Linked DNA regions of Mus musculus: regions 1, 2 and 3 are each linked to region 4. Evidence: chromatin contacts called from public HiChIP or PLAC-seq and promoter capture Hi-C data. All regions are on one chromosome and are shown on one strand. Each heading gives the region's core, a stretch centred on a gene start, on an enhancer-like site or on the middle of the called end of the contact. The rest is flanking DNA. Distances are from core to core; before and after follow the strand shown.

Evidence for each region. Promoter capture Hi-C pulls out the DNA fragments that hold promoters and counts their contacts. HiChIP or PLAC-seq counts read pairs in DNA pulled down with a chosen protein or histone mark.
Region 1: a contact with region 4 is called in an H3K4me3 HiChIP or PLAC-seq map of forebrain, with 5 times the contacts expected there. The contact joins the enhancer-like site here to the promoter of Grm5 in region 4. A contact is called at or near these places in 6 of 484 Hi-C or Micro-C datasets (brain, cerebral cortex, cortical neurons and 1 more) and 2 of 115 datasets of contacts at active chromatin or transcription factors (forebrain and neural progenitor cells).
Region 2: a promoter capture Hi-C map of hippocampal neurons shows a contact between it and region 4, with 8 times the contacts expected there. The contact joins the promoter of Ctsc here to the promoter of Grm5 in region 4. A contact is called at or near these places in 2 of 39 promoter capture datasets (hippocampal neurons and neural stem cells) and 2 of 115 datasets of contacts at active chromatin or transcription factors (astrocytes and large pre-B cells).
Region 3: a promoter capture Hi-C map of hippocampal neurons shows a contact between it and region 4, with 6 times the contacts expected there. The contact joins the promoter of Rab38 here to the promoter of Grm5 in region 4. A contact is called at or near these places in 2 of 39 promoter capture datasets (hippocampal neurons and pre-B cells) and 1 of 115 datasets of contacts at active chromatin or transcription factors (embryonic forebrain).

The regions. Positions count from the first base shown.
Region 1 is chr7:88,128,506-88,135,598 of GRCm38.p6, reverse strand. It overlaps Grm5 (glutamate receptor, metabotropic 5), which reads right to left. Exons shown (of 11, transcript NM_001143834.1): 11 at 536-5,618. The coding sequence ends at 4,730. Among named protein-coding and RNA genes, the nearest start is that of Gm24249, 45 kb to the right of the region's middle. Within about 2 kb of position 4,933, at least 71 of the 459 cell types and tissues checked have an H3K27ac peak or open chromatin away from gene starts, as enhancers often do. A contact at or near this core is called in brain, cerebral cortex, cortical neurons and 1 more, where this site is marked.
Region 2 is chr7:88,272,423-88,280,102 of GRCm38.p6, reverse strand. It overlaps Ctsc (cathepsin C), which reads right to left and starts at 2,018. Exons shown (of 7, transcript NM_009982.5): 1 at 1,729-2,018. The coding sequence starts at 1,900.
Region 3 is chr7:88,427,972-88,435,231 of GRCm38.p6, reverse strand. It overlaps Rab38 (RAB38, member RAS oncogene family), which reads right to left and starts at 4,959. Exons shown (of 3, transcript NM_028238.7): 1 at 4,629-4,959. The coding sequence starts at 4,830.
Region 4 is chr7:87,579,552-87,586,445 of GRCm38.p6, reverse strand. It overlaps Grm5 (glutamate receptor, metabotropic 5), which reads right to left and starts at 2,278. Exons shown (of 11, transcript NM_001143834.1): 1 at 1,906-2,278.

The DNA.
Region 1 (7,093 bases), core at 3,684-6,183, 550 kb before region 4:
AAGATTAGTTACAACTTGCCTAATACTGTAAGTACATTCATTCATAGTTTTTGTATAGATTATGTCTGAACATAAATATCCAAGGGTTGTAAGCATGCAGAGGAGGTATTTTTTTAAATCTGTATTGTCTTTTATAAATCCAGTCAAATATATGTTCTGCTTTTACATTTTCACTAGCTGGCATTAAAAAAATGTGTTCGGGAGTCAAAATTAAATGGTGACTTGACGATGTTTTTCTTGTAAAGTTTTATATACACATGCAAACAAACAGAATTACATACAAAGATATGTGTAGATGGTCCCACAACTAAAAATATACCTATGAATTTACACACACACACACACACACACACACAAAGACATACACATCCCTTGTCAATTTTATATGTGTAACATTAACAGCAACCAGACAGATAGGTTAAAAGATACTCTGTCTAAAAAAAAAAAAATCAGAGGTTCCCTTGATGTTTTTAAAAAGTAATTACTTACATATTAAAAGGTATATGTAGAGGTCTTTGGGTGGAACAGTATCTCTGCTTAGGTTGTGGTTGATTTATTTTAATTTATTATTCAGTGATCATATTTCAAATGTATGTATAATTCAGAACTTAAGTTATAACAAGGCTATAGCATTCTCAGGAAGCACCACTAGGACAACATTTTAAGCATTTGAAGGGGAATAAGCTTGAAGTCATATCATAGTTTGCTTTTTAATGTCTTCCAAAAAGTAACTGGCTTCACAAACACCAACTATAACATGATTTAGACAACTGAGAAGCAGGCAAGTATATTTTAAAATGCTAAAATAAAACACATTTATACAAGTACAAAGCGAAACAATGCTGATAAAAATGTTAAAATTTATGAAAAAATCATTTGCAATTCACATCAAAATAATTTAACATTCTCTATTGTTTTAATAATACAAGCTGCAACAACAACAAAAAAGAACAGAGTGTGCACACAGTTTTAAAACCAAATCAGTTCTGAGTGCAGGAAAAATTAAGTACAAGCACTTGTAGCCCACACAAGTATTTTAGTATTGGCACCATCTCTCTAAACATCTATATTCTATATAGATTTCTAATTACAACATCACCAGCAGCTGCCATTGAATTCTAGAAAGACACACAATATACATAGTATATTTGTTCACATTGGGAAGATCAGTGAAATCCAGCCAACTGTTTTATACATGCCCCATTCTTCAATAGATATCAGAGATTCTCCCAGGCCTCATACCCTCTTCAAAGCAAATTCTGAATTATCTTTATGCTTTCACTGATCTGTATTTTTTTCACAGTATAAAATTGTAAATGGTAGCTATAGAGATTCTGACAGCTTGAGGGTTATTAATAAGCTGTTGCTAAATGTGAACTCATATAATAACTTTGAAGTCTCCAGACCATGTACATTTTGCTGGGAGACTAGCACAGGATTTTTTTTTCTTTTTTTCTTTTTTTTTCTTAAAAAGAGTGTTTAATTCCTGGTTTGGAAGTCACAGACTGCAGCAGAGCCATTATACAATGCATTTACAGTCATAAATAGCTCCGAGTCTTTCTGATCACTTGCTGGTATATCAGTCGTTTGAAAAAAAATTATTACGTTCAAAGATTAGCACATTTGGAGATTTGCTTTGTCTTTCTCCTTTGTGTCTGTTAATTTTCTCATGAGTTTCTTTTCTAAATTCCCCTCCTGTTCCCGATGTCTAGCCCCAGCCAAACACAGCCTCTCAGACTGACTTGATTCTTCAACAGGAAGGTGAGCAGACCTTTGAGTTGATAAACTTAATCAAACCAGGTCTTTTCTTCCTTCCCAGAATCAAATTCTCCTTTTAGACCATTTTACTGGTCTTTAAAATTCTCACTCTTCTTTTTAGTTATGCATATTCCAACTGTTTATCACTGGGTATCAGGAACAGATTGTTATCAAGGAAACTCAGTAAGAATAGGTACCCAAATAAATCGGGAAGTTTGTATCCTAGCCCTAAATTAAATGTTCAGTTCTCTTTATATTATAGTTATTACTTGGAACCTGGTATTAGAACTGGCAAAGAGAGAGTTAGCATCATTCCAAATTAAAAGATTCCAAATATGTATTACTGGTATGTGCACTATACAATATAGTCAATGGGATTGAAAATGTTATGATAACATACAGGAAAAATAATTTTATTCCTCTAATTGAATACATTTTTATTATGGTTGACTATGATATCACAAGGGAAATACAGATGGGAATTGCATTAAACTTGAATTTCTAGTGGAATTCCTCATCAGGTGGTAATTTTTTAACAAAAATATGGAAATCATAGCAAAAGGATTTGTTTGTGAGAACTGTCAAAGAAATAAAATGCACATGAAAAGAAAACAGAAAACCAAGGTCAATAAAACTAAATTTATAATTAGGAAAGCAGAGCATATCCAGAAAGATATTAATTTTTAAGAAATCAGACACTAACCCCAGGCAAATGCCACCTTTTTGGTGGATACCAAGGGACATTGACATTTCAGAATGTTTACTTGGGTTTTCAGGTAGAGGCAGGCATTTTCTTTTAATGAAGCTATGCAAGTTAGCTAGATTTCTTTTCTGTTTCAAGAATCTTATTACTATTTGGGATTATATTGCTCTCAATGTTATTTTCGTATCTTATTTAGGAAGCTTGATTCACTTTAAGATAATATGTTTGTGAGTTGTTGTTAGCTTTTAATGTGCTAATGTGGAAGATTTGATTTAAAATGTCAAATAAGGACAGGTATCAGAAAAGCAATGTCAATAGTTATTATAACCTTAAATATTTAAAACTGGAGAATGACAGATTATGCCAAAGTATAAACTTACTCTTTCAATTTGTTTAAATCAGATGGTAAACAAACAAGCAAAAACCAAGCAAACAAACAAAAAATAAACCCAAACATCTATAAAAAAAACCATGTAAAACAACAATAAAAAAGAGAGAATGATATCAAGGATATTGAAATAAGAATTTTAAAGTTCTATTTAAATTTCTCTCTGCCAAAAATATACTTCTGTTTCATGGCAAATCTTTCTCATAAGGCTATCTTTAATATAAGGCTGGGCCAACTGAACTTTAAATTTATAGAATACCTCCTTCTTTTATTACTATCTTTATTTAAAAATCAAAAACATTTGGTACCTGAGGATAGCTGCAATGTGACTAATAAAAAGATGACCATAGATTCAGGTCTTGAGTTACAGTTTCTACCTATATGAGCCCACCAAATCCTGTATGTTATTGTAACTCTTTTCTGCAGTATTTAAAAAGTGACAGTATGAAGTGCACAAAACCACACTAATTACTATTTTAAAAAGTAAAGGAATAGTAATTGCTTTGCCTTTTTTTTTTCTGGAATGGCTGAGAAAGATAGTGGTTGATATTAAGGTTCCTCTGCTTTAGTACTCTGTATTGCTTTGAAAAAAAAATCTACATTTGTCATAGTTCATAGCTGCCCCATGTAAGCAGCCAAGAAAAGATAAAATCACTACTTATGGGCATAGCAAAAACACCTGCTATGCTGACTTTCCTGTATTGAGATTCTGTTACTCTTATTAATTTCCACATCAGTCCCTCCAATTGTAATATCTTCATCAGGTCAATGGACCACTCTTCCATAGGTGGGACTGGGGGCAAAACAGCCACCAACAACAGAGGATCTCTTTGTATATCAGGTTCTCAAATAAAGAAACAAGGAAGCTCATTGCGTATCTTACTATTTGAGCTTGCAACACTAACGGAAGGGTATTTATAAGGAGGAGTGCCTGTGTATCATGAAAGAGAGCCAGGCTATAGCTCACAAATTATTATTACAAAGAGAATTTCCAGCTACACAATGCACCCCAGTGAGGGAATTAAAAAACAGTGTTCCAGAAAATATTTTTTGTTTTTTGTTTTGTTTTTTTGTTTGTTTTTGTTTTTGTTTTTTGCTACTCCAGTATTGATTGGCAACATGGTGAAAGAGTCCAGAAATCTTGCACTGGTTTTCTTGGTTAATGGAATCCAGGATGCAGGCTTTTGGAAGAGTATCTCACAGCCTGTTTGGAAAGTCTCTGCTAGAAACTCTTTGTTCATTAACACAACACTCACTACCCGTTTGTGTTACTCAGGAGACTCACAAGCTCAGTAAATACTGGGCCGGCCCTAGTTACTACTAGCTTCTCAAGGTCTACTGAATGGAGGGACCAGGGAAGGAAAGAAAAAAGAAAAAAGGAAAAAAAAAACAAAACAGAAAGGTTGACTTTTTGGTCCCAGATTTTTTTGAGTTAGTTAGAAAATGTACATTCAATGTTTGGTGAATCAAAGACTCTTCTGGGAAAATGAAGTAAACAAACAAGACTGTCCACAGTTGCTTATTAACTCCACTTTTTACTGTTCGGGATGTTGCTTCACACTGTTGCTGCCTCGGAGCAAAGCACTTGGTATTGTAACTGCTTAATCCACTCCTGGTCAGCACTCCAAAAAAATAGAAGCAGTGTTTCTTAAAAGCCCATGTTTTCTAAGGCCACTAGAAGATAATCTGCCAGAAGATGTGTAGTTGGTGTTGTCATCGGCTGTCATGAATTAGCACTATTGATCTCATGTCTCCACCGTGTGTGCCCTTGGCATTTTTCACCTCAGGTTCTCTGTTGGGGTGACTATGGGTGTCACTGCGCCCATCTGTGAACACCGAGGTCTGCTGTTCAGGCCTATCCCAGGGATGTTTCCAGTGGCTCACAACGATGAAGAACTCTGCGTGTAATCTCTGATGATGAGAGTGTCATATTTGGGAGAGGATGGGATGCAGAGGGCCGATTCGGAGACTGGAGAGTTTGGGGTGGTGCTCCCCGAGTCCACCGAGTCCCTGAAGGGCGATGGTGGAGTGAGGGCCACCAGCTCCTCCAGATCCGGTTTTCCTGGGGCGGCTTCAGCTCCTGCGGGCGTCTCTTGGGCAGGTGATGGCCCTGTCGCCGGCTGAGCTCCTCCGGTCACCTCGATGGCCGGCAGAGGCTGGATCTCTGCGAAGGTCGTCATGGTCGTGGGCAGCTGGATCTCTTTGGGGATCAGGTAGGAAGAGCAGATAGGGGTACCAGGGGGCCCCGGCGCAGCCGCGGTGGACAACATCATGGAGTTGAGCTCGGTGATGTTGGCGGTGAAGCGCGTCACCACGCTGCTAATCTGCTCCATGAGCGAGCCCTGGGATGAGCTGCTGCGTGCAGCGGTCTCCGAGTGCAGCGACGGCGCGTCGTCGTCTGTGCGGCCCGCCGAGCCTGCCAGGTGGCTCAGCGTACTGATGGGCGATGGCGAGCGCGGCCTGGCAGCCGCTGGGAAGCGCTCCTCTGCCTCTGCGACATCATAAAGCGCCTTGGGGCCGGCGTCTGGTGGCTCTGGGCCGCCTGTCGCTGTGCATCCTGCGCTACCAGCACCAGCTGCACCGGGGCCAGAGCCACCACCTGCCCCTGCACCCTGCCCGCGGCTCTCTGTGCTCTTGGGGAAGGGTTTGATGACTGCTGTCTGGTTGGGGTTCTCCTTCTTGTTGATATGGACAGACAGTCGCTGCCACAGGTGCTGCCCCCGGGTGCTCTTCTCATTCTGGGCCCAAGTCACGGATTTTCCATTGGAGCTGTGGAGAGAAAAGAGTGGAGAGGTGACTCAGCATGTGCCTTAGCAGCCTTCCATGTAGCTTCCCCAATGGTGGGAGGTGATGGGGATTTGAGCAGGAAGGTCATTCTGTAGTCCTGGAAGGAATGACCCATCAGGAAAGAGGGATCATTTGTGCTATTACAGCAAGGGGATCAAGTATTCGGACATAGGGCTGCTTGTCAGTATTCTGCAGGCATTTAGACCTCACCATGAGCACAGATATGCTTTGTGCTGCAAATGCAAATGTGGAGGTTGGTACCATCACGATGTGTATAGAAAAGCATGGCACAGAGCCACAGGCTTCTTAGGTTTAGCAGCCTCCAGATGGGAACATTAATTAAACCAAGACCTCAACTCACCAGCAGTTATAAGAGGGAGGAAGAGGTGGAAGAATCGAGATTACCAGGTAGTGGGCAGTAGCTCCAACTCAGCTTTTATTCTGCAGGTGGGCATATGTACTTAGGGATTGATTGCTGTGTGAACTCCTGATTTTGAAACATGGTTTTATTTAGTCTGACTTATCTGCTGGAAAATATGAATTTAATGAACACATACACACACATCTCTAATTAATTAAAAATTTCTACACCACAGGAGTTCTTATAACTTTGATTTTTAGGCTGCAACTTGAATAATAATTCCACCAGAGAAATTGTTGTGTATGGCCTTGAATGCCTAGTACAGCAATCTAAAATTTGGGTCTTGATAAGTGTTGCCTTGGTGACAGAAGTTCTGAAGGCCTTCTTCATGCTTTCTTTTCCCAGGCAGCCCCTGTGCTCTGAAGGCTACGCTAATGAGGATGTACATTATGGTTCAACTTCAGAATCTGCATCCTTCTTCATGCCAAAATGGCTGTTACATAGCCATCAGAACATAGATGCTCCTGTCAGACACATTATGGTGGTCAGAGGATAATACATGTCTTTCAGGGATAGCTCATAGAGGGATCTTTTTTGAAGATAAATTGAAGATGAGAGGGTGCCTGCTACCTCTGGTCCAGCCAGTATTGTTCTACCCAGTATAAACAAGACATTAAAGAATGAAAACTTCTCTCTCAAGCAGTGGTTATTAAACGTAGTTTGAGTAAACTGAAGTTAACTGTTTATAAGATTCATTCAAGGAATGTATCCCACGTGCCACATGGGCCCTCGGGAGATTCCAGTATTCTGGATTGGGGCTGAAAGTGTCAATGTATTTTTAATAAGAAAATTATTTTTGTCCTTTCCCCTTAAAGTGACTCTGCAGCATGTGTTTCACAATCTGAGAACTTCTGGTGAGAAGTAGTTCTTGGTTTTTGGTTTCATTTACTCCACTGGAGTGCTTGTTGGAGGGCACAGCTGAGTGTCAGGCAGAGGCCTAAATCCACCCATTCTGAGGTTTCCTGCTTGCTAAGAAACTTTCCTGACAACAGACCATCCTTTCCACAGCTTCCTTACCAGTACTCTTCTTGGCTCT
Region 2 (7,680 bases), core at 769-3,268, 690 kb before region 4:
TTAACTGTTGGATTAGAGTCAAAAGTAGATTTATAGGTAGAGGCTATTCAGCTGTTCAGCTGTGTCCATCTTAGAGTTTTACACATTAGTCTCTCTCTCTCTCTCTCTCTCTGTCTGTCTCTGTCTTTCTTTCAGATTAACAAGCTAGATGGAGACTGTTGGATTTCAGCAAGCCCCCCCCACCCCCACCCCAGGGGCTTAAGTGCATATTTTACACATCAAGGCAGGCCTGACCTTCAGGTTCTTCCAGTATCCCTATGTCCCTACCTGGTGTACCAAACCTTGAACTTTCCAGCCTAAGGGTTGGGCTGCCCTTCCACCAGAGGCTCTTCCCTATATAATCCAGTCATTTTGGTCTCTTGTCCTTCCTTTTTTTTTGGTTTTTCGAGACAGGGTTCTCTGAGTAGCCCTGGCTGTCCTGGAACTCACTCTGTAGACGAGGCTGGCTTTGAACTCAGAAATCCGCCTGCCTCTGCCTCCCAAGTGCTGGGATTAAAGGTGTGTGCCACCACTGCCCGGCCTCTTGTCCTTTCTATCTTCAGACCTTCTCTCCATGGGAACTTTCAATCTCTTCCCCTTCTCCTCTGTCTCCCTTCCCAAGGCTGTTTCCCTGATCTGTGATCTTGCCTCCCCTGCCAAAAGCAGTTTCCAAATAAACCTGAGATATAGATAGATAGATAGATAGATAGATAGATAGACAGACAGATAGGTAGATAGGTCCCTGATCTGGCTTGAATTAGCTCATTTTACCGTGAAGGAATAACTTATCAGAGACTTCATATGATAAGGCGATGCAAACCTTTTCTCTCCCTTCTGCCTCATCTCCATGCTCAAATTTAGAAAAGAAACAATTGTAGACACCACCCAGGATTAAGCTAAACCCAGTCACCTGGAATTTAGTAAATGACTCCTTGTTGGAGGCAGGGGAGGTGGGATATATGACAGCATTTATTCTACTCACAAGAAAACTACAGTTCAGAGTTGAGTTTCTCTGTGCAACTCTGACTGGGGAGACCATAAGTGTCACTCTTCTTATCTGTACTACTGTTTTCCTATATCCGAGGCACGTGGAATGCCCCAGTCTTCATTTACTACATACTCACTGAGAGCCAAGTGTTAGGCATTGCGTTTGCTTCCGTCATATCCAAACACTACTGTAAAATGTGACAAAAGAGACAGGAAAAAGCTTTTGTATATCTCTCGAAATTCCTTAAACAAGGCGTCCAGAAATGTCAAGGAAAGTAGCAGATAAAACAGGCCCAGTTTGAAGTGGTCTCTTCCCACTACCTCACAGGGAAAGAAGGAGCGCCCCCATTAGAAAGAAAAAGAAAAAAAAAAGAAAAAAAAAAAAAAAGAAAAAAAAAAAAAGGCTAACTCCTAGAGTCTGAGCTCAGCAGTCAAGACTCTGAATTTTAAAAACAAGAACCTGTCAGACCTGAGTGAAGGGTCAAGAAAGCAGTTCTCCACTCGCTTCTAAGAAATCAAAGCAAATAAAACAAGTAAAAAACCAGGGGCGCGTTTCCTTGAACATGAGTTGTGAGATAATCAGGAAAATAAGTGTAAAGTTAGAAGTTCTCAGCAGCTCAAATTCAACTTAGCGGCCCTGGCTCTGATCCCCCAAGGGGCCGTTCGTCAGCTCTTAACTCTCCAGTCACCCAGAAACGCCGGCCCCAAGGCAAGGACTCAGGGACAGAAAAGGACAACTCGGGACCCTGGGAAGCCGCTTACCCATCACCGAGCAGTTAATGTCGCTTCGGGAACTTCTAGGGCCCACCTGGAACACCCAGGTGCCCAGCAGATCAGGGTAGGTGCAGTTGGCAGGAGTGTCGGAGCGCACGGTGCAGACTCCCAAAAGCACCAGCAGCAGGACGGCGCGCAAGGAGTGGGTCCAGGGACCCATGCTGACGGCGCCCGCGGAGCAGATGGCAGAGAAAGCAAGTTCAACTGGAACACCACTCGATGGCAGTCAGGCGACCCTAGTGGCTCCCGCCTTAAAATACCCAAGAGCCCGGAAACCCAGGGTCCGCGGGGCGGGGTTACAGGGTGGTGAGAACAGAATGAGGTGGGGGAGGAGCGGCGAGGCTGTGAGGACGGGGGCGTGGAGTGACTGAGATGTAGGGAGGGACAGGGTGTGACTAGGTGAGGCAGCACGAGGTGGCCTGAGGAAGTTAGTTAGTGACAGTGTAGGGTGGGGACAGGCACCACTAGGAGGAAGAAGGAAAGTGGCCTTTGGGGACCTCTGCCTTTCAAGGAACGCCAAAGCTGAGAACTCTGTAGCGGTGTTTTGTAATGCCAGTGTGATTAAAATAGAATCTACCCTGTGCAATACAGGGTTGACAAGAGTCTTAAAGTCTACTGAGGCTAATTCTCTTTCTCTTGTTTTTGGTGCACTTTCCTGCATTTCTGACTCCGTGGAAAAACTTTACTAGCTAACCTAAGATAGTCTTGAGAATTTCTGTTCCATTTACCAAATCTAGCTTTTTATCTTCAGGGTTTTCTTTGGTTTCCGGTCTGCCTGTTTACCCGAAGATTTCAATTGTAGTGAACCTTTACAGGTTGGGTGAATCTGTTTTGTTTTCCCTCCCTGGAACTTTATTAGGATTAAGTTGAATGGGGTGGGGGTTGCGGGTGACTGGGGTGATCACATTGTGATCACATTGCTCAAGCCCTTCTGTTTTCAGAATGAAAGCAAGAATTAGAGAAAGAGGAAGTAGCTTGCTCAGGATGAAGTGGTCTTCTGAGCTCCTGTGTCAGGCTTTCCCAAGGGCGAGCTGAAGGGAGCATAGTTGAACCTTGCCTCCTCTGTCAGTCTTCTTGCCTGCAATTGTTAAGTAGTAATCTTTAGCGAAGCATCCTGCTCTTGTGAGAGCTGTTTTGAGTTGCCTGGCTGTTGTTGGCTGGGATCATGATCATTCTGAGCTAATCTGAGAATACAGAGATGAACCAGGCAGACTTGATGAGCCTCTTTGACCTAGTAGGCTTGTGCACTTTGTTTCTTTTTAAACCCCATCCCACAGATCACAGATATTTATGTGCAGACTTTTTTTTTTTTTTTTCCACTGAGTACATGCAGTCCGAGGAAGCAATGTGGTTGAAGAACAAACCACTTCTGTCTCTGAATTCTGCTTTAAAAACACTCAGGCTTCTAAGCCTGAAGGCACACTTTGATAGGGGTCCTTCTTGATAACTAAGGGGCTAGAGTGTTCTTTCATATGAAACTAGGCTACAAGAGCTAAATGGGGAGGAGCTGACACCTTCTAGATCTCAAAAGCCTTTATAGGATTAAGAATTGACATTGTATAATTAAGCTAGCATTTTCTTTTAAAGGCCCCATTACAGATAGCATCACTTTCCTAAATTTCTACAGTTTGTCGTTGTTGAAACATTTTACTAAATGATCCATATCTTAGAGCTAAACGTGGGATCTGGGAATTCCTTTGATGGACATAATCAAAGTAGAACACTTACTTGTTAAAAAGAAATTAAAGCAGCCTTTCTAAAGTCAATGGCAAAGATTGTGGGTCACTTTGGATTAATGAATGCATCCTGATATTAGGAAATGGAGATTTAGAGAGTTGAATCACTTGTCAAATGTCATTGCCAGTTAGGGAGAATCAGCAAGAAACATGTGCAAGTTGCACGCCCCAAAGTTTAGTATATGTTGAGTGATATAAGATAATATGAGTTTCTAAGCAATACACACTTGTCCTTGGGCCTCCGAGATGGTACTGTATAGTGTGGCTCAGGAAGTGTAATTCCAGTGCCAGTTTATAAACTAAGTTATGCAAGTTTCTGAGTTTTACCTTATACCTCTGCCAAACCAGAGAATGTTGAAGTAAATTCCAGCATTTCTTTTCAGCAGTGTATTTTTTAACAGTCTTTTAGATGATACAAAATCAATTTGAAGTTTAGGGAGCATCTTCAGGAACTTTCTCAGACTTGAAGTCTGGCTGTGGCACAATCTGTAGATCTGTTACTGTCTTTTGCCTTTCTTCTTCTTCTTCTTCTTCTTCTTCTTCTTCTTCTTCTTCTTCTTCTTCTTCTTCTTCTTCTTCTTCTTCTTCTTCTCCTTCTCCTTCTCCTTCTCCTTCTCCTTCTCCTTCTCCTTCTTCTCCTCCTCCTTCTTCTTCTTCTCTTCCTCCTCCTTCTTCTCCTTCTTCTCCTTCTCCTCCTCCCCCTCCTTCTTCTTCTTCTTTTATTTCTCCTCTTCTTCTTCCTCTTCTTTCTCCTCCTTCCCCCTTTTTCTTTAATTTATAAGGTGTATGTAATTATATCTCAGCTGGTTTTACAGTGACTAAGTGAGTCAATAACAGATAACTTCAGGTATCACACACATTTGCCACTGTGTATATTTATGGTTTTAGAACCATTTTTCTTCTCTCTTAAGCTTTTTTTTCATTGCACTTATATATTGATTTTGTATATGTAGGAGATACACATAGTATGGAGTAAATTCCAGCCTTCTACCGAATGAGTCCCAGGTTCAAACTTACATATTTAGGCTTGGTGGCAAGGACTTTTACCCAGTGAGGTATCTACTAAGACTGTCACTATATACCTTAGTTAGGGTTTTACTGCTATGAACAGACACCATGACCAAGGCAACTTTTATAAGAACAACATTTAATTGGGGATGGCTTACAGGTTCAGAGGTTTAGTCCATTATCACCAAGGTGGGACCATGGCAGCATCCAGGCAAGTATGGGGCAGGAGAAGCTGAGAGTTCTACATCTTCATCCGAAGGCTGCTATCAGAATATTAACCCCCAGACAGCTAAGATGAGGGTCTAAAAGCCCACACACGGTAACACACCTACTCCAACAAGGCCACATCTTCTAATAGTGCCACTCCCTCGGTTGAGCATATACAAACCATCACACTGTATAAATATCTATTGGACATCTTTCCCCTGTCATTAGATCTCTAAACCCTAGTTTCCAAAATAATTCCTAACATACAACTAATTCGCCACATATTTGTTAAAAGAATGAATGATATAATGATATTTGGCATCATGATTCCACAGTCTGCCTTGTGAATAAATGTGAAAAGCACCATACTTGAATTCACATCAAAATAAAAGAACTTAGAGGCAGAGAGAACATGGGACATATCAACTCTGCATGTGGGATTTGTTGTTACAAATAGTTCTGGCATTGATGATAAGAATAATAATTGCTTTTTAGTCAGTGTATTAAATTTTATTAAGGCAATATACCATCCTATTTAATAAATAGCACCAAGGCAATAAACACAAGCCTTCCTATATAATAGGTATGGTATAATTCTACTCAGTAGCTATTTTGAAATTCGATCTTATTCTTAGTAAATCTGAGGCTTAAACAACTTTCTTGAGATTAATGTCTAGAAAAGTAAAAGTGAGAAGGGAATATGTATAGACAGAATCAAGACAAGGCAGCAAAGAAGGTACGGCTTAGAATTGGGGATGAGAGGTGCACATAAGGAGAAGTTGGAGGTAATCAGAGTCAGTCCAGCAAGGAATTTGGGTTCCAGGACAGCCCATACAGAAGTGCGACTTGGGCAGAAATGGTCAATTTCTGACGTGGGAGCTGTACTTTCAGTGACGGGCCTGAATAAGAATCTAAGATGGATTCTGGAGTCTTGAAGTGAGCACAACCACAGTAGGTACTTGTAAAAAGAAATGGACTGACTGTGTGTGGCCACTGTGCAGGTCATGCTGGGGAGACCGGTTCAAAATTATCCTCAACAAGATAAAAAGAGACAACAGTTTGTTAGAGTGTTATAATGCCCTGTCTGGGTTTGGTACTTTGTTTCTATCCTTATTGCTACACACCTCTTCAAAACTCCTCATCCTGCTGCATTTGTGTGTTTCCTTCTAATGATAATGATTGACTTTTCTTCCACACATCGTGCTTTTCCACCATAGGACTGTATTAATTTTGTAAGTCAAGATTTATCACAAAGTTCAGCCAATATCTTTCCATTCATTTCCTCCATGAAATGGATGAAAGAAAGGAAGGCAGAAGGAGAAAGTTATGAACCTGATCTGAACCTGCAGTTAGTGAAGGCTATCTTTGTAATGCTGCCTGGTCCATTAATTGTATTGTTGCATTATTTCCCAAACTCTTCTCATAGCTCAGGGTGCCTTTGCTTCCCCCAGCCCCTTCTTTCTTTTGATAAGATCTCACTATGTAGTCTTGGGTGGCCTCGAACTCATACTCACTATGTAAACCAGGATGACCTGCTACTCATAGACATCTGCCTGCCTCTGCTTCCCAAGATCTAGAATCAAAGGAGTGCTGCCATGTTCAGTTTCATGAAAACTCCAAGATAATGCTCATTCTACTATGATTGGCAATTGTTTTTGCTCTTGTTGCTGTTTTTAAGAAAATAACTATTTATTTAACAATAACGGCAATAACATGAAATAGAACTAGACAAACCCCAAGCATCAACTCTGAGAATGTCTTTGGTAGAGGCCAGAAGAGACTTCTGGTTTTTGTGTCTTCATCTTCACAGTGAGCACTTATGCCTAAAGGCTGCACTTAATTACATGACTACGTGACTGCTGACTGAAACTTACAAAAAGCCCCTGTACACCTGGTTGTGCCAATGGGCCTGACCAGTTAAACTCCCTTCTCATGTCTCACTTCTGTTTCTGTCATAAGCCCTTTAAGCCTCAGTAAACTAGCAGTTCCATGGTACTCTATGTCCTAGGAACCACACTTCTCCATCTCCGTTTTCTTCTCTCCTACCTATAAATCTCTAACAAACTTCTCTCTAAACCCCATCCCCTATGGTCCATGAAGTTTGTTCTTCAGATTATTGAAAGAAGAACCTGAAAAAACACTGGCTCAGGGCAGTATTGGAGTTTCCAGACACCTAGACACACCTGCCCCACCATTCCCTACAGCTAAGCCCCACCCAAGTGCTGAGAGAAGCTCTGTAGTTTTCAAATCTTTGCAGTATCCTCCTATCAATAACAGTAAAATGAAGGTGCTAGATGACATACTTTTTTCAAAGCCAGTAGTGTGTCTCTTCACAGTAGTGATGTATCCTGAGATGAGCGCCGTCGAGTTGTTGGCAAACATCATGGAGTATAATCATAAAAGCCTTGTTTACCTAGCCAGATATTTTCAATCTTCCTAGCACTTTGACTTTTTAAAATTCCTCATGTTGTGGTGACCCCCCAACCATAAAGTTATTTTTGCTATTGTTTTGCATTTTATTACTATTATGAATTATAATGCAGATATATGATATGCGGGATACATAATGTGTAGCCTTTATGAAAAGGTCATTGAACCCCAAAAGGTTCATGACCCACAGGCTAAAAACCTCTGATCTAGACCAATGACTCTGTATGGTATTTTGCTACAATGAAAAACCATGGTAGATTCAAATTTGACAAAGCTGTTACACTATTAACATGATTGATATACTATACTATGTTACAGTAATCCTCCCTTTTTAAAGAAGAACTGTCTTGGAATGCAGTGTGTTGACTATAGTATCCCAGAACTAGAATGCCATTACTTGAGAGGCTGAGACTAAAAGATCAAGAGATCATAGCTACTCTGAGTTACAACTCAGACTTCATCTTAAAAACCAAAAAAGAGAGTTGTTTACTATCACTGTTAAATAGCATCACCATGTGGTTCATAATCTTGTTTTTATATGACCAGCAGCAGTGTTGAT
Region 3 (7,260 bases), core at 3,710-6,209, 850 kb before region 4:
AGTAAGAAAGTTAGGAAAAACTATCATGAATTGCCTACACTGCAGCTCAAGGTAAAGCTATAATAATACAGCTTGTAGAGGTTGAAAGAATATCTTACAAATGTGATATCATAGGCAAATGAAATAATTGCTATTCCATAAGTGGAATGGTTCAGTAAGATTTCATGACTTGACCAATACCAAGTATTATATTTTTATCATACATAATTCATATTACATTTAGAATGTATCTGAAACACTCTACTATTAAACAAGAGGAAGTAGAATAAAGTTATTAGAAAGAGTAGGGTTGGGCATGTTCTTTAAGGTAAGGAGTGGCCTGTTTAATAGCCATATTTTAAATTCTAACACTACCATATAGCCAGCTATTTTACTAGGAAATTAAATGTCCTTGGACAGTCATAATAACAGTTGTTCGTGTGGCAAATTGCTGGTGTCTGTATCTAGTTTGGATTGTAGTATGAAAATAAGTCTCAAGTATAAATATTTCATTTTCTTTTTCTTTCTTTTTTGTTGGTGTATACAGAAAAGAGGAGTATAAACTCACATCTCAATCAGTGATCAAATGTTCAAAGAATTTTATTCATTCATTCATTTCCATTTTCTCTCTAGTAGTATCTGTAAATCTCCAAAAATTGTAGGAAGAAGACAAGGATTGCCTAATAACTAAAGGACAGGAAAGATGGAGAATAACTTAGAGAAGTAGTAGGATGATAAAATGTGATCAGAATGTGTTGTATGAAAAAGTCTCTTTTCAGTATAAGAAAAAAATCAGGAAGAAAGCAAAAATTATCTATCAACCAAAGAAAGGGAGAGGGACTTATCCACAAGAACTCACTGCTTGTAATGTGCACACAGCTGGTAGACTATATAGCCTAACTGGTGAAATGTAGAACCTAGCTGGTAGACTGTAGAACCTACCTGGTAGACCATAGAACCTTGCTGGTGGGCTGTAGAACCTAGCTGGTAGACTGCAGAACCTAGCTGGTGGACTGTAGAACCTAGCTGGTGGACAGTAGAACCTAGTTGGTGGGCTGTAGAACCTAGGTGGTAGACTTTAGGACCTAGTTGGTGGGCATTAGAACCTAGTATGATTTCAAATCAGACAGAAAAGGCACAATCCTGCTTGGCTGTTAACAGGTTCATCCTGGGCAAAATAATGTAATAATATATTTCACTCTACCAAGAACATCTGAACAGAGTTGACCCAGGCTCTTCTTTGTCGTAGACTTTTCTCAGAAATAGGGCAAATTTTGGAGAAATTATCATCTTGTTTCACAAGCCCCTAATGTCTTGGGAGTTTCAGAATCAGGCAGGCCAGTTAAAGTGATGATATAAGATATATATCATGGTAACCCATATACGAATCAGACCTTACATCAGTGAACCAAATGAAACACAATGGACCTATCAATGGCAAGAACTACTTTGCAGTAGGCTAATATCCTATAGAGTCAGGGGAAATCCCTGCCCTCTCATCAAGAGCGACAGGCCAGGCCTGAAGATAAAGCTCAGCAGGTTAAGTATTTGCCTAACATGCCCAAGGCCCTTAATGGGATTCCTCATATTGCATAAGCTGAATATGGTGGCAATCACATGTCACTTCAGCACTTGGGAAGCACAGGAAAGAAGAACAGAAGTTTTAAAATCAACTTTGGCTCCACGGTGAGTTCAAGGGTAGCCTAGGCTACATTGTCTCAAAACCAAAACAAAATAAAACAAAGGAGAGGAATTAGAGATGTAGCTCAGTAGTTAGGGACTTTGACAGCAATTGCAGAAGACCTACTTGAGTACAATTCCCAGCACCCACATGGTAGCTCTCAACTCTGTAAATCCCATTCCAGAGACTGAAATGCCTTCTTCTTGCCTACATGGGCACTGCACATAGATGGTGTATAGACATACATGCAGGCAAAACACCCATACACATAAAACTATGCTTTACTTTTTAAGTAAAAAGAAAAAGAATTTGAACATTCTCAAAACTCAGTTGACTACTACCCGTTCTTTATAGATACATATTAGAGTTAAGAAAAGGAGAGTGGCATGCTGTGACTTGAGGGTACTCAAAGGCATACTTAACCTAACTTGAATCTCAGTGGAGAGTGGAGGTTGGATTTCATATCCCCTTAGAACCCAGAGGTCTCTAATACAACTTGAAACAATTACGTTACAACCATCCTATCCGCCAATTACCTTGCTTTTACCCAAACATCTTTCAACCTCCAACTCAGCAGTTCAGGGCCTTTGAGCTTGAAGTTATCAAAGTGAGCTGAGCATTACCTTGGGGTTGGATGCCGCTCTGACTGCTGAATGGAGCTCAGATCCTTCAGACTCCCTACTTGTGCAGACTTCTGTGATTATAGCCTTCACCAAAACTTTGGTCTGAAACTGTGGCTTAGGAAAGGATTCCCAAGTGTGGGAGTTAAATTGCTTCTGAGAGCAAGTGTGGAACTCAAACTGCCTTATGCTGCCAAATGCATGAGACTAAACTGATGCTGGACTGGCATTTGAGGGCAAGATAAATGTGTGATATAAGAACTGCCACTTGTTAGGACTTAGTCAGTGTATGTATGGCATGTTCCTCTTGCTTAGTATTTATAAATAAATGTACAAAGAGTGGTAACTCCTAGAGTGTAGCACTATTGCCTTTACCTTGCATTATTGTTTATTCTTCTCTCATTTGGAGAGATAAAATACACTCCCTGTTTATAGATATCAAAAGCTAAACAAAGATATCAGAATTTATCTGTAATCACACGGTAGTCTTCAGAAGAAGGTATTTCTCTCTAGAGGTGTCTCACTCTGGAAGCTCAGAATCATTACATCTTTCTGTTCTTCCCGTTTAGAAGAGGAAACTAAAACTCACCAACATATAACAAGGCTGAAGACATAATGCTATTTAGACTATAATTATGCTAGTTCAATAATGCTAGCTACAGCTACATCTTTTAAACAGTAAGCTATTTTAAACTGGGGTCCCGAGAAAACTGCTACAGCTGAAAGACATTTCAGACACTAAAACGTGCAGCGACAGAGGGCCCAGGTACACAGTGAAAAGCTCAAAAGGCTCTACTTGATGCAATCTCCAAGTCTCTAATAGCTCATGCTTCTCTAGAACTGCCAAAGACTCCAAACCATGAACCTAGCTACACCAACTAACCTTATCTCAAGACCAGCAAGCTCATGGCTACAGAAGCGAATGCATCTCAAGACTGTACATGTCCTTTGAGGAATTTTCCTTCTTAGTGCCCATCTCAAGTCCTGGCAAAGTGTTTCCAGGGAAATGCACTAGTTCAAATGAGCACATCTTTTGAAAAAGAACTGCTTCTTTTCAATCCAGAGCTTATCAAAGGCTTCTTGGTACTGTGGGCTATGAAGAGAGATTAAGTAGGGTTATTTGAAAGGGATCATGGAAAATCTCATTGGAGTTTAAAACTCCAAAGCAAGAAGATTCTTGAGCTGTCGCTGCCTAGCCATTTGCAGCTTAAAATGCTACTGCTTTGGTGAGTTAGCATCTAGAATGCTAGGCATGCCCAGGTTACAAGCAGCCAGGTAGGACCCAGTATTGAGCACTAACTATAGCCTGCCTCAGTCTTTATTGTGGCTAGGAGCTGGTAGAAGCTGTTAGTCAAACTCTGATTTCATACTTTAGATTTCTCAAAAAATACACCAAGATCAAATCAAGGAATCTTAAAGCAAACGACATTAACATCACCATAACCCCGACCCTTGCCTCTAGGGAGGCAGAGGCAAGTGGGTCTCTATGAGGTCAAGGTCAGCTTGATATAGGTTAGCAGAGTTACATGACGGGACCCTGTCTCCGTTTTGTTTTTGTTTTTGTGGTTTTTTTTTTAATGTTTTCCTAAAAAACATACACAGTCTCCTGTTTGAAATGGAAAGTGAAGAAGAGATAGCCAAGGATGGAGGGAGACGGAAGAGAGATGGGGAAGAGGGGAGTGGAGTGAGAAGAGATAGTTCGTTCTAGATGTATACAAATTTAGCATCTCAAATTTTTCTGACTGAAGAGGCCAATAAGCAAGGAGATGATAGTAGTGAGATTTGAAAGAAACTAAATTCCTAAGATAATCCTGCTCCTTCTTAAATTTCCTAGGGGCTTCCCCTCTAAACACGAAGGATGAAAGCCACGTGAGATACTCTGGGCCAAGTCGCGGCTACCTGTGTCCAGAAAAGGACTAGAATGAAACAAGAATGCGACTACAATCTCCTTGTGAGTCCAGGCGACAGCCTTCTCTGCACCCAAGAATCCCAGGAGAAAGTGGTTCGCTTTCTCACAGCCAGTGAGAGCCAGCGAAGTTATCTAGAAGTTACAGGTAGAGTGGGGACGACTCCAACAGAAACAACAGCAAAAGAAAAAAAAAAAAAAAAAAAAGGAAAGAAAGAAAAGAAAACACTTCCATTTCTTTGAAATCAGGTTTCCAAGCCATTAAGCCAAACTTTCCAAGAGTGGAGCGCCCAGGCGATCCGGATCTCCTGCTTGATTGCACTCAAGGGTCCCGGGACTGGAACCGACTGAAAAGTCATTTTCCACTCCCCGAACCTTCACCCCCGAACTCCTCACTGGCTCACTCCACCCTCACCCGTTGCGCGCTGCTCTGATCGCTCACCAGCAATGTCCCAGAGCTGCAAGCGCACCACCGTCTCTGGGTCCCAGTGGAGCACCTTCAGCGCGAAGTCCACACCAATGGTGGCCCGGTAGTGCGAGGAGAAGTTTTGGTGCACATAGCGCTTGATAATGCTGGTCTTGCCCACACCCAGGTCGCCGATCACCAGCAGCTTGTACAGGTGCTCCTTGTGAGGTGTCTGCATCCTGGAGGCCCGCGGGTCTTGCGGAGCCTGGAGCTTGCTCTGGGAAGCACAGCCGGGGCTGGGCACCGACGGAGACCGGAGCTCTATGTGGGCGCTTAGGCTAGGCGTGCTGGCGCAGGATAGGGAGCTGGTGCGGAACTCCTCCCCCGGGTTTAATCCTCCTTCCTACTCTGCGGACTCCAGAGTGGGAGGAGACAAGAGCAACTCCTGGGACTGGAAGCTAAAGGACCCGGGACCCCAGTGCTACTGCCTGTCAAGCTGGTATTTGCACAGTGCTTTACTCCTTTCACAGAGATTTTTCTCTCGCCTCCCGTCCATGACACAAACTTATGTGGATTTTGTTTTCCACGTTCTGCCGGGGAGAGAACTGAGTGTCGAAAAATACCCAGGTCTTCTGAGGCTATTAAGCCCTGTTGCCACCCACACAGTGTTGTAAAGTTGGGGAGACCTTGAGAAACAGCAAAGCAGTAGACTTAGGTCTTCTCTGGCCCTTAGAGTTGAAAGAATTTAGGCAAACCCTTTAATCTCCTTTTGCCTGGGCTTCTATAAAGTGGTAATGCTATCTCTTAGCGCCTATTCAACTGTTAATGACCTAAAGTAGAGGCCACCTGAGAGGAAATGCTAAGGGCTTACTTTTCTTTCAGCCTCCACTCCTATCCTAAATTCTCCAAGCTGAACAACACACAAGTGGTCTTATCATTGTAAGTAGCGGCAGATGTTTATAAATCTTCTCATACACACCATTTAGTCATCCTGGAAGTCTTAAAAGTATCATTATTTTTCCTTTTACAAGTGAGGAGTCCCACTTTAGAAATGTAAAGAAAACGCCTATTTCAAATCCAGGTCTTCTTCGGTTTCAACGCCTTCTTTCTTTCTTTCTTCCTTTCTTTCTTTCTTTCTTTCTTTCTTTTTCTTTTTCTTTTTCTTTTTTTTTTTTGGGGGGGGGAGGGAAGCCATGGTTTTATTTTTATTATTGATTGATTGATTGATTGTGGTTTTTTTTTTATTAGGTATTTTCCTCGTTTACATTTCCACTGCTATCCCAAAAGTCCCCCATACCCCCCCCCCCAATCCCCTACCCACCCACTCCCGCTTTTTGGCCCTGGCGTTCCCCTGTACTGGGGCATATAAAGTTTGCAAGTCCAAAGGGCCTCTCTTTCCAGTGATGGCTGACTAGGCCATCTTTTGATACATATGCAGCTAGAGACAAGAGCTCCAGGGTTCTGGTTAGTTCATATTGTTGTTCCACATATAGGGTTTCAGTTCTCTTTAGCTCCTTGGGTACTTTCTCTAGCTCCTCCATTGGGGGCCGTGTGACCCATCCAATAGCTGACTGTGAACATCCACTTCTGCGTTTGCTAGGCCCCTGCATAGTTTCACAAGAGACAGCCATATCTGGGTCCTTATAGCAAAATCTTGCTAGTGTATGCAATGGTGTCAGCGTTTGGAAGTTGATTATGGGATGGATCCCTGGATATGGCAATCACTAGATGGTCCATCCTTTCGTCACAGCTCCAAATTTTGTCTCTGTAACTCCTTCCATGGGTGTTTTGTTCCCATTTCTAGGAAGGGGCAAAGTGTCCACACTTTGGTCTTCGTTCTTCTTGAGTTTCATGCGTTTAGCAAATTGTATCTTATATCTTGTGTATCCTAAGTTTCTGGGCTAATATCCACTTATCAGTGAGTACATATTGTACTAGTTCCTTTGTGATTGGGTTACCTCACTCAGGATGATGCCCTCCAGGTCCATCCATTTGCCTAGGAATTTCATAAATTCATTCTTTTTAATAGCTGAGTAGTAGTCCATTGTGTAAATGTACCACATTTTGTGTATCCATTCCTCTGTTGAGGGGCATCTTATTCATTCACTTAACCATTTGTTCATAGGTATCTGCCCTTTGCAGATACCCGTGTGCTTGTGGGAATAAACAAATAATCAGAGAGCCACGGCTAGATAAATGCACCTGTAAAGTAGGAAAGGGAATATGGAAAGCCTATGTGTGGTTAAGTGTTTATTTAGGGGAGGGGGCAGAGAAAGACTCACTGGGCAGGTGAGTATTCCCTGAGGAACTTAAGGCTGTGAGGGAAGAAGGACCAGGTCTTTGGGATCAGTATTCTACCTTTATCTGGGGTGCTCAGAGAAGAAATAACACTCGGTCCATGCAGTGTTATTTCATCATTGTATCCCTTTATGAAGTGAGGTATTCTGTGTAATTATGAAGGAAGAAAGCAAGATTGAAAACTGTGATTCCAAGATTCCATGTAGTGAGATGATATAAGAGATGAGATTTAAACTGTATAAAAGAGTGAGCAAAAAGTCTGTGATGGCCAAAGTCTTTCTCCTCTGCTCCTCTGAAATTACATACCTTCACTTTCAGCCTCTACCAGCATCTAATAAGCAGAAGAATTCTTTCCTGGGTGGTCACACAT
Region 4 (6,894 bases), core at 1,029-3,528:
GAGAAGAGACTTCTCTGCGCAACTTTTTGGTGCCACCAAGTGGCACAGTGAGTTCCTTTAGGAACACAGACTCCTGGGCAGATCAGGATGGGTACACTAGTTTCATGGCCAGACATTCAGGATGGGGGGAGCTGAAGACACCCAGGGAGATGAGTTTATGAATGCATACCATCTCAGCATCTGCAATGCAAATCTCCAAATTCTATAAATGAATATGCATTGACAGAAAAGGGCTAGAGATGACTTCTCCAGTCAAGTAGAAGAGGAATCAACATGGTATGTGCCAGCTGCCTGCTGCCCACTGGGCTATAGACATGCATGCTCTAAGAGAAATATCGCTTTTCTCTTCCCTCCCTAAGCCTTCTACTCATATTACAGAACATTCCTGTCTCATTCCAAAATCCTCATTTGCCACACAGTGACAAACCTTGAAACTAGGATGTGATTTTCTTTACCATAATCAAGCCCAGGTAACTTCTCAAAGCTTAAGTTAAATAAAAGCAAACAAACAAACCCCAAAACTTCACAACCTATCACCAAAATATGTTTTTCAAATGCTACTTCGCTAGACAATAAAATAAACAAACAAGCAAATAAGCAAAATGTAACTTTAAGTTTTGTGCATTTGAAATTTTCCAAACAACTGTCAAAACTCCATAATCTTTGCATGGGCCTGAATGTTTGGCTGGACTCAACCTTTCCCATAGACCTTTCATAGAACCAGCATGCATTATCCAATGGCACTGTGAACGTTACAGCTGTTAAAATACTTGGAGAGAGAACATCTTTACAATCTATTTGCCTGTATTTCCGGATATCTCCCTTCCCTCTTTCCCTGTACAATTCTTCAAGCTTATACAAACACACACTATTTTGTGAGACTTCAGTGTCCTAAAATGCAGTATGCTTTCCACTTTCCTGATGGAGAGAATAAGTGTACAATGCTTGGTAGTCTTGTTCAAGGTCACATATTTTCCTAGACAATGGCCTAAGGGCTTCTCAGGGTGTGACTGAATGAACATTGGTACCAAATCTGACAGACCCAACTCTCCTTGCTATACTACCACACATAGCTCATGGAGTCTGTTCAACTCCCCTCTCTTTCCTCTTGATCTCCATGTTCTTCATTATCATCCTTTATGAAAGTTCTGTCAGAAAATTTAAGGTTAAAAAAAATCTTCCTTTCACTGCTAGAAATATATAATCTTAGCTTTAAGGGTCCAGACGTGCTGATACATCTCATAAATGGGTTAATGATTCCAGAGAATCTCTTGGTCCTGGTGTTATAGTCATTCAAATGTCATTTTAGAATTGTAATACAGTATTTAAAACCATCCATAATCTTCTTCCCTGTCTCATTTTTGGGGTGCAGCATCAGCAAGTGTGCTTACTACAGCCCAAACATCTAATATCCTCAGAGATCTAAAATTCTCCTCCCTCGCTAAGTGCATGCTTTATCATTGCACATGTACCAGCATGAGACAGAAGGGGGGGGGGCTTTATTGGTTTTATTTATTTTTTTCTGCCACTGATTATTTTAGCTATTTTCTGTGGAAACAACCCCACTGAAATCCTTCAGTTAGGTGAATGAAAACAAAAAGATATTCAAAAACCTCCCATTTAGCCATACCACATTAGCCCAGGCTCCTGACTCTAAATTCATGTCTAATTTATAGAGCACATGTCCTTGCGGGGTGACTTTCTTAAACTTGCAGGACCTTCTAGTATCCCTGGCTTCACCTGTCGTCCACCTGCCCACCACCTGCCCTTCTGGGTCCCTTTAGTCCAAGCACCCGCCCCTTGCTCGCTCACTCTCCATCCCTGCACTGGGGGAGGGGCTCCGGCGGCATCCTACATCCCTGGTAACTCCACAGCTGAGAGAAAGAAAAACAGCGCTATGCTTACCAGGTGCGCTCCCTGAGCCTTGCTCCTCTGGACAGCCGCTCCTTTCAAGCTCCCTGCGCTTTCGTAGCGGCCTTGGCTGCTGCAGAAGCGCTAGTGGCTGCGATCTAAGCTGTAGTGGCAGCCAGCAGAACGGCTGCGGGCCCGCGGTGGTGGCGCTCGCTCTCTCGCGCCAGCGCCTGGAGCACGTGCTGCGCCCGGGCAGACGCAGCTGGAAGCGCAACGCTGGGTTGGCTCCTACTCTTGCAGAGTGCAATTGGGGGCGGCTGGCTAGCCTTGGATCAGTGAGTGAACACTGCTCCTAGAGCCTCTTGGTCTCAGGGTTCAGGCCAGGGCAGTCTTGGACTTCCTCACTACCTCATTCCCACCCAGAGATGGAGAAGCAGGAGCTGTGCTGGGAGGCGTGGGTGGCATGTCACTCAGAGAGAAGCTGGAGAGCAGGTAGATAATCAGCTTCTCTCTGAAGATAGTACGAAACTCCTGACAGTTATTGGGAGAAGGGGTATTATTGCTGGAAGACAGAGAGAGGAGTAGGAAGAAACAGAGAGACAAACACAAGACTGAGAGACACAGAGAGAAGAGAGAGAGAGTGACACAGACTGTACTTACACACACACACACACACACACACAGAGAGAGAGAGAGAGAGAGAGAGAGAGAGAGAGAGAGAGAGAGAGAGAATGAGATTCAGAGAACTGCAAGTACGGTTCAGAAGCCCGAGTGATTAGAAAGACCAATGTATTTAATGGTCTTGAGTCATTAATAATGTCATTTTGCATTTGTCTGCACTTCTTAAAAATGTTTCTTCCTACATCCATTAAAAGTCTTTCCCTGTGGGACTTAAATGTTTTACTTCTTCCAATTGCTTGGCATCCTTTTCTTTGATACCCCTAGTACTGTCTATGGACATCAAAAATGCTAAGGTTACCTTCACATTATATCTGAAAGAAAAAGAATAAAAGGGATCCCTATAAATTACTTGCATGGCTTAATTTAAACAAAAGAATAATTGGGTAATATTATTATTGCCTGAGCAAATTAAAGGAGCCAGGTACTTTCAGTAGCTGAATTAATGATTAAAACATGCACAACACTGAAGTCAAGGACACCAGTTATTAATAACTACTAATGTTTGTCAGTGGGTCCTTGACAACAAGGTAGTGTTTCTTTGATTACTTCGGTGATATAATAGTAAGGAACGGAAGAAGGGAAGTATCCATTTAAAACACTATGTCAAGCATTAAAAGACATTTGCCCATATGTGTGTATTATAGCCCATTTACAGCAACACATTAGAACCAGACTCCAGGTCCACCAACAGATGAATGGGCAACGATGTTATATATACATATAAAACTTTTATTCAGCTGGAAAGAAAACTGAAATTATGAAGTTTACAGGGAAAAAAATGATCAGCCTCAAGTGTATAGCATTAAGTTAGGTGGTCTAAACCCAGGAAGACAAAGCCAGTGTGGTCTTTCTCATGTGCAGATCCTAGCTTGTAATGTGTGCATGTGAAAATATCTGTAAATGTGGACTGATCTTTAAAATACAATCAGCATCACCCCCACAAAATTACTAGAAAGGAAACCAAAAGAAGGGAAAAGGGGTACTAAAGGAAGAAGAGATCAAAGGGCACATTTGCTATGAAAATGAAGAAAGGGGGTAGAGTATCAGAGGGAGTGGGAAGTAAGCAAAAAAGAAGAGGGTGGGAATCTGCTAAAACACACTTTGTTTGAAAACTGATTAATGATGTCTAATACCTTGTGTTATTTTAAAAGTTAAAAAGTAGATCTTCTTAAAGGTATTCATTTTCATTTTTCCATGTCTAAAGACATTTTTAGATACTTGAAGTACAATATGTGAATTTATTCTCCTCTCTTTTTCTAGAGTTTAAAATGTCCGTTTGTCCAACATGAAATTTTCTGTACTAGGTTGATTCCAGTTTTGATTTAGGTCCTTTTGTGAAAAAATGACTGAAGAACTTAGAGAATCTTTGTTTCCTCAAAGGAAGTGGCTCATAAAGGGCATATATGGCCATATTGTCCATGTTTAGTCCAACTTAAAACAGAATTTGTAGATTACATGCAAAGTACCTAAATAATATTAATAGATATGAGATGTTTCCAAATACCTGCACATATTTCATTCTCTCCTCTCACCAAGGCTAATGAAGAAGATGCTATCCCAAAGCATCAGAAAGACAAAGCTGCCCGTAAGTCTCACATGTGGCTTAGCGAGCTTTATTCACTTCCTGTTCTATAAAAGTTGACATGCAAATGGAACTTTAGGCTTATCAATAGCAGTATGTTCAGAGAAGAGAAACATCATTAGATGTTCTTAAATTGCTCATTGATATTTAAAACGGTAGCTTTGTCTCACCCTTTGCACTGTCCTGTTTTTTTCTAATGACTGTTGTTTATAAGTGGTCACTAGGGTAACACTTTGCTCTCCTGCAATTGTTAGTAAAAATCTTACTTCCTGGAGTTTAATCTTGTTGGCTGTGTTCAAAATCTCAGTGCCTCAGTGTCCTTAACTCAACGATTTTCCCCTTTGTCATTGTTGACTTAGTCTAAAATAAAGTCTAATTCAATAATAGTTATGATCATTTTTTGTTGTCCATCTTTCTTATTAAAATGAAATATTTTAAGGAAATATTTTACATAACACATTGCAAGTAAAGTTCTAGCAAATAGTGGACAGTCAATTGTTATTTTAAATATTTAAATTAATACTAAAAAGAATGATGCCTTCTATGTGTCATTTATTGTTCAAATTGTGAATGCTGGTAATAAACCCCATAAATATTTGAAAAAAGTCTGGGGAATAATTGTGTGATAGTCTCTATCCCAGCTTAGACACAACTGCCTGTGGTATCACGTTTCTCAGTTGCCAAAGAAGCTATGATAGTGCTAAACATTTTTAAAAACTATTGTTATTGTCACAATGAATAATAAACAAGTGACTTTTCAATCAACATACAGACTTAATTCTTGTTAGTTTTATAATTTGGCATCTTCATAGAAGATTGTACAGCAGAACTAGAGAGATTTTCATAATAAGTCATTTACCAAAGAATTTCAATGCAAAATCCAGGCATAGCATGGGATTTTAACACAAAGTGTTTCTAAGTCCAGTCACTTATTGCTCATCTGACAAGAAAAACAGTGCATGGCTTTCTAAATTTCTGATTTTATTCCAAATACAGAGTAAATGAGATGGAGTATTAATATTTCAGTACATGGCGATCACTGCAAGTTTAGTCTGTGTTTTCTCTAATAAAGCCCTGTCCTAGCAAAACTCTTGACACACAACAAATACAGAGAGATACTTCTCATTGCATGGTTCTTGGTCAGTCTTAACATCTCTTATGCCAATAGATTCTGAAAGCCCGGGTGCAGGAGTGTATATCAATGCAGTTACTCTCTGCACTCCCTTCTACACATACACACACACACACACACACACACACACACACACACATGCATGTACTCGCACGCACACGCGTGAGTGCAAAGCATGTACTAGACTATCCTCCTGAATACAATCAACTAGACTGACTTCTGAAAACTGAATCTCGAGTTCTTCAGTGTAGGTCTTTGACAAATTCTTGAAACCTTAAATTCTAACCATTGTCTATAAACAAACAAAAAATGTGAAAGAGAATTTCTAAAACTCTATTTTGGAGACTATATATGAGTACACTTTACAATCCAGAAGTTTTTCATTCTCAGTAAATTGACATCTTCCCCTCATCTTCCTCCATAATTTGACTCTATCATTCCAATACAACACTTCATGAATACACAGATTTGAAAAATGCTGTTATTTTATTGAGATCATAAAGTAACAAAAGATAATTCCTTTTGAATTGTGTTTTTATATGTAACAGAAATTTCTTGTTTTGTTTCTCTGATAGCACATGTGTTGAAGGTGCTGCTATTGTTAAAAATAATAGAGAAGAAAACATTGTACAGCTCCTCAAAGCAGCAGGCACATAGTATTTGGTGATGGCAATGGTAAGAAACGAGTGTAGACATTGGCGTGGCTAAGATACTAGACATGAGATTCTCTTCTTCAATCATTTGAGAATCAGAAAGTCAAACAACAAATGCTTTTACTGAACTTATAGATATATACCTAACTGCTTATTTTCTATATAACTCTTGTTTTGTAAATATAAGTAGGTCTTCAAAATAAATGAGAACTATAAACACTGTTCAGTTAACTAGTTGGAGTATTTAAGAAGTAATCTATTTTACATTTATTGTCCTCATCTTAGATCTCAATGTACTATAGTATTTTCTTATTGTTAAGGAACATTCTCAGAATGAAACAACCTGAGGATATTTTCCTCAAAATTCTCTTATTTGTCCAAAAATGTCACTAGAATTTATTTCTTCCCATAGAAAATGATAAACAGTTTAAAGATGGGGTATAAATAAAATGTATTAAAGGTGGGAGAAGGGGTGAGAGAAAGGAAGGGGAGGGAGGAGAAAAAGAGGCAAGGGAAAGGAGGAAAGAAATAAAGGAGGGAGGGAGAAGGAAAGAGAATCAGTGTCAGATGCAAAGACAGAGGGAAAAAAATGGGAAACCATCACAGCATAGAATTTTGTCAAAATTATTAACCTTAGCTGTGTAATCAAAAAGAAATTTAATCATTTAATTTTAGGAATGCAAGGGCTAAACTAACACCTATGTCAATATTTAAATGTAAGACTCAAATTCTCAGCTCAAGACCTCCCTTCTGATCTCTTGGTGTTTTATGGACTCATGTCTGGTTTCCATAGTGACTGTTTTCATGAGTCTATTAAGTAATATAAAAACTGAAATTTTTCTCATCACTTATTTTCAAAATCTTGGAATTAGAATCTTACCCCCATTTCTACACCATGCCAAAGAATATTGCCTGCAACTGCAATACATTTAAATTTGATGACAAATACATATTTTGCAATACAGGAGTAGAAAAAGAGAAATGATAAAATTTTA